Regions from separate parts of the Mus musculus genome. Here region 1 is linked to region 2. A link is a contact called in public HiChIP or PLAC-seq data. All regions are on one chromosome and are shown on one strand. The core of a region is the stretch at or near the end of the contact, and the rest is flanking DNA. Distances in the headings are between cores, read along the strand shown.

The links. HiChIP or PLAC-seq counts read pairs in DNA pulled down with a chosen protein or histone mark.
Region 1: a contact with region 2 is called in a FOXA1 HiChIP or PLAC-seq map of pancreatic cancer cells. The contact joins two enhancer-like sites. A contact is called at or near these places in 1 of 115 datasets of contacts at active chromatin or transcription factors (pancreatic cancer cells) and 1 of 9 other capture datasets (embryonic stem cells).

What each region holds. Positions count from the first base shown.
Region 1 is chr11:7,793,176-7,795,875 of GRCm38.p6, forward strand. No RefSeq gene overlaps it. Among named protein-coding and RNA genes, the nearest start is that of n-TDgtc10, 75 kb to the right of the region's middle. Within about 2 kb of position 1,251, at least 13 of the 459 cell types and tissues checked have an H3K27ac peak or open chromatin away from gene starts, as enhancers often do. A contact at or near this core is called in pancreatic cancer cells, where this site is marked.
Region 2 is chr11:7,236,460-7,239,333 of GRCm38.p6, forward strand. It overlaps Gm36565 (a long non-coding RNA gene), which reads left to right. Exons shown (of 5, transcript XR_872239.3): 3 at 1,461-1,566. Among named protein-coding and RNA genes, the nearest start is that of Gm36565, 21 kb to the left of the region's middle. Within about 2 kb of position 1,427, at least 57 of the 459 cell types and tissues checked have an H3K27ac peak or open chromatin away from gene starts, as enhancers often do. A contact at or near this core is called in pancreatic cancer cells, where this site is marked.

The DNA.
Region 1 (2,700 bases), core at 1-2,500, 560 kb after region 2:
GCTCAAATAAATTATAAGCATTGTTTTGTGGATCTCACTAGGGATGACTATGTTTAAAAACAAAAACTAAATGAGAGCAATAGACATCTCAAAGTCTCTGTGGACATCATGAGAGGTAGAGTTGCCTCACTGCTTCTGAACCTGGGTCCCAAGTTATCCCAGCACGTTTGCTTGCCTAGATCATCACCAAACCCCCTTTCCTATGTAAGAATCACATATTTACTTAAGTCTTCTTTTACCTGTAACCTTTTATTCCTTTCCTCTTTATAACCAGCTTACCTTTATAAAACAGTAATGTTTTTATGTGTTTCAAGAGTCCCTCACCTAAACACAGTCCTTCACCTTCTACTCTTGCCTTGTCTTATGTGTTTTCTCAAGCTGATTCCTCCCATTGTTTTATCTACCACAGATAAACGATAATAGTATATAGATATTTCTGTTGAAAACAACTTGAGAAGAGCAATAAGAATTTCAAATGCTTTTTCTTCATATCCAACATCTTCTATCATAATGGATTAGATGTTGAAAGACCCACAACGTGAGGACTCCCCCACGTTCTGACTCAGGAGAGGTGACACCCCAAATCACTCACAAGCAACAGTCTTGCTGCAAACTGCAAGAGGATTTTCTTTTTATTCAAGAGCGCTCTCAGGCCCACGGTCATACACCATGCAGGGGTAGAGGACCATGGTGCCCTGAGTAGCTGGGTAAAGGAGTATTTAAAGGAAGAAACCACAACTCAAGGAAGTGGGGAGGGCGTTGTTGGAAAATACCAAAGATACCAGTTAAGAGTCCCAAGGAAGTGCAAAGTCACAAGAGTCATAAGGAATACCTGGTAATTGTGCAGGTTATCTCTCAAGAGAGTTTCTAAGAGCCCCTAACAATAGCACATTAGCATAGCAGGTTCTGGCAATGGTCAGGGTGACTTTCTTTGAATGAACACTCTTTGAACCCAGGAAACAGGTGGGTGGAGGAATGTCGCTATCTGTTTTATGATTAGCATACCTTGGAGCATTAAGTCATAGAGGTCACATTCCCAAGCCTGGGCCTAAAGGCCTAGAATTTTGTTTTTACATTATACTTTCAATGTAAAATGACTCATGAGGAAAGAGCAGATATTTTGATAATGGAGGAGAAGAAAACATGCAAGGAAACCTTTAAGGCCTTTGCAGAGGGTGTGGCAACATGAGGTTCAGAATCTGACTATGGTTTTCTGGGTGGAAGGAGGTGATGTACTTGTCAGCCAAGCCCTGTTGTCCTTGGTTGTCTAATGAGACAAGAATGTAGAACAACATCGTGGGGCAATCTCAGGTCTCACTTCCAAATGATTTCCTTATCAGTGATTAATCATTTGTCAGAGCCTTCTTTTGTTAAGTAAAGACTGGCACATCCATCACATCATACATCTAGGGGAAGGACAAAGGTGGTTAGAACTGGCTTCTAAACTGCTCACTTTGTGAATTGCTTTCCTTTTCTTGTCTTGTGTTTATTTTTCCCTCTGAATGAATTATGAGATCACAGACTGTACATCATATTGTCAAATGTAGCTGTGCTTTCTATAGTATCTTTAGAAATATCTTAATCTCTTATGTTAATATAAGTAATACCTATTGGTATTGTGCAACAGAGAAAAAAAGAGTGTCCTTAGATAAGTCTCTATTTGTGGTTTGTAAGGAAAGTCGCCTACATAAAGCAGCTAAAATCAGCTGTATGTGTAGAGAGGAGACATGAGAGGAAGTGGTAGTATAATACAAACATACATAGGTAAGTGTATACAGGCAAATACATATGTAAGCAAACTCTTCCACATCTGAAGAAAAATCTGCAGTATATAAAACCTAAATATGTAAGATATTCTTTAATGGAATTGCAGAGATTCAGTAATGAGACAGAATGTTTGTAATGATGAATCAGCCAGCAACCATCTTAGGCTAGAAAACCACCGTATAGAAAAGACAAAATAGATTCATTCTTGTTTATGACTGAATCTCTGTTTCTCATGGATTGGGCTAGGCCCTACCTGCAACCTTAATTATAAATGAATGATTCTGTACAGCAATTTGGGCTTTGTTTCTTGCAACTCTAACTTTCTTTCATAAGTTGTTATGACTGCCTTGTTATGACTCTCTCACTATGACCACCTTGCCATGATGTTCCTGAAACCATGCATATTTCCCGAAGCACCATTTGGAAATTCCCTATCCCTTATCTCACCTATGTCCAATATCCACCTCTTAAACCCTACCTTCGGGGGAGGCAGCACAAGTACACAGGAATAAAAAAGCTTGCTGTAATTATTTGCTTCCTTTAATTAATTTGGCCATGATGATTTGGGTCTATGGTACTTCTCCTCCCATCTTTGGGATTAACATCATCATAAAACACAGCTCTAACCCCCAAAGGAACCAGAAGTAGCTTATTCTAGAGACAAATGCAAGTGACTATGGCCTGGGAAAACAAATTTAAGTCTCCTCAAATTCCTCTTCCAACTACTCCATGAATTGTTTACAGTAACAGAACAAAAAAGATCATAAATCAAGGCCTATTTCAGATATATTGACTGAAACATAAAGTACTTGGTTACAGCAAAGCAGAGGTGTCAGCTGCAGGCCTCAAATGCTGTCCGATAACTCTTGTCCTTTTTAGTGATGACTGGTCTTGTTAACACATTCCAAAATGGTTTTATCTGTTAGTCAGAGG
Region 2 (2,874 bases), core at 177-2,676:
TTGTGTGTGTTTGGAAAGCCCGTGGCTTGCAGTCTTCCCAGGTTCTGTGTCTTCCTTTCTCACTGTCACCTCAAGTCTCTCCCGCATCCACTCATAGGGAGAAGGGAACTCTTGGTGGTTCTGGGAACCATAGAAATGGGACCCCTGAGATTTGTGGGTTTATAGGAGATGTAGAGTGAGATTAGGCTGTGTGGCTAGAGACTGCCAGTGTGGAATCAAACATTTCCTAGGGCCTACAAAACTCAGCTTTGTGACCCCATTGGAATAATGTGTGAGAAGGAAACCAGCCCAGAACAAAATCCTTGGTTCCCTTCCTTGCCTCCAGAAGAGCATCAGTTCCTTTAGTTTTTTCAGTTTCACAGGCCTTTAATTGTTACCTCCAGCCATGGCAGTTTCCAGCATGAAGCAGAGGACCAGGTATAGTACAGTAGTGTTCTGTCCTCCATGAATTTTGTTTGGCAGTGACATGTGGCCTCGGTTCCTCTTTCTTTTGCTCACCTTATGGTCTGACAATGGTCTGACTCTTGATTTCCCCATATACTAAACACAGTCAATACTTATGTTTGACCTGCCAAAGACCAGAGTGAGTAGTATTTCAGGTAAAGAACTTGTCAGACTACTTGGTGGAATAGTGAGAGAGGCCATGGAACAGCATCCCCGAAACAGTAGAGCACAGCAGGTGTGGATGGGTGCATTTGCTCCTTCACTGGACAGGCACCTGTTATTTGGTAAAGAATCCTGAGTTTGAATCAGATGTGCCCTAATGTTAAGGATTTGTAGCTCTGCCTCTGATCTCAGGGAAGGATGCCTCTTCTTCATCCCCTTCTTCCCCTTCTCCCTCTCCCCCTCCCCTCCCTCTCCCTCTCCCCCTCCCCTCCCTCTCCCTCTCCCCCTCCTCTCCCTCTTCCTCTTCCCCTCCCCCTCTTCCTCTTCCCCTCCCCCTCCCCCCATCCTCTCCCCTATCCTTCCCCCTCTCCTCCTCCCTCTCCCCCATTTCTCTCCCCCTCCCCCTTTCTCTCCTCTTCCCCCTCCCCTCCCCTCCCCTCTCCCCCTCCCCTCCCCTCCTCCTCCTCCTTCATGAAATGTGTCTGTGGGGATCTCTCTTTAATCTTCCAGATCCAGGGGCCATCACAGTAGTGATGTAAGATTTGTCTACAAGAGTGATTTTATCAGACATTACAGGGGTCCATCATCATCAGGCCTGTTGGGATCACTGTATTGCCTTGAGACTGGTTAGTGGGTTGTAGCACTCCCTCTTTTATGATGCTTTGTTCTGGCTCTTAAATCCCCATCAAAACCTGCTCCTGCAGCTGAAGTGGTTAGTTCTGAGTTGGCATCACAGGGTTAATGTAGGTCTGTTCCACAGTGAATGAAAGCAGTGTGAGTCAGCTCTCAGACATCCTCTCCGTCCTTCTGCACTTTAGCAGTTTCTGATATTCTATTTCCTCACTTTGTTTCAGAAACAGAGAATGTTGATTCACCATGCAGTAGAACACGTCTGACGCGTCAATATCTGAATGGCCTGTGACAGTGTGGTTGTCTTGGCAATAGCAGTGACCACCCACGGTAAACATCTGGAGGGCGAAGTGAGACTCACCCAAATGGATAGGTTTTGACTGGAATTGCAAGCAGGTCAAGGCTAGTGCAATAGAGGGAGCACACGTAGATAGACATGGATACATGGTCAGACTCATGGAGGGACTTGATTGTGGGCAAGTTCAGAGCAATCTTAGGCTCAGTGGAAACAGAGACAGTAGTCTAGCCTACCACCAACCTTAATTAAAGTGCTTTAAGACAAAGCATTCAAATCTTTTTCCTGTAGCAATCTACAGGGTTGGAACTAGTTCTTTGGTGCCCTTATTTGCCCTAAGTTCAGCAGGCATAGGGGTTTTGTGGTTATTTTAGTCTTGGCAGCAGGAATGAGGCCCCAGAAGTGGGGTCAGTACTTCTGGGCAATTGCATTGCAGTGCATGTGTCTGTAGCTTGGCCCCTTTTTAGAGGAGGTTGGTCGGTGTTAAGAGAGAGGGAGGAGCAGAACCCTGTCCCTGTGATGGTCACCATCATTTGGGAAGGCTGTATCCACCCTGCATGGTCCCAGTGATCTGGTTAAACTGCAGTGCTAATTGCAGTGAACTGGATGTGGCTCCTTCACTTCGATATCTTCTGTGCTTGGCTTTCTAACTTGGCTGGACTTCTGGAAGTTCCGTAGGAACATGTGCCTTGCTGGGTGGATATGGAAGTGTGTGAGCCGCCATCTTCATTTGGAGCTCTCTGCCAAGTGCTGGAGGACTTTGGAAGGGATCAGCTTTGGTGGGGCTCAAGGGGCTGTTCCAGACTGTCCAGGACCCAGCCCCAAGTTGACAGCTATGAAACCAGGTCCCATGGTGGTTCGAAGGACAACATGTTCACACTGCTCTGTATATCCTCATAGCTGGGCAGCTCTTTCTCGATTGCACTCTGATGGGGTTGTCCACACCGTCCTTGCTTCCTCTGCCTTCTGTGGCCCTCCCTGTGCTGTTTCACTTTTGTGATTCCTTTGTTTCCCCATGTTGGTGTTCAGTAAGAAAATAAAATTGAGGGGTGTTGAAGAGCTGAGGTGTTTGGCACCACAATGGAGGCGAGGGCCCATGGGAGAGCCCCAGATGAGGATGTTGAAAGGCTGTGTGGGCTAGTGGCTCTCCAGGAATCCCGATGAAAGGGGCCCTGAGTTGGGAGCCCTTAGGTTTGCCTCAGTTGATTGGGCAGACATTCAGCACAGCACCCTGCCCCTCTGTGGCCTTTCATGTGAATTAGAAAGAGCCCGCAGAGGCCTGAGTGCCTGACCACTCTGATACAGAGTGAAGTCATTGTTTGCTCAGCCTATCTGCCTTTGTT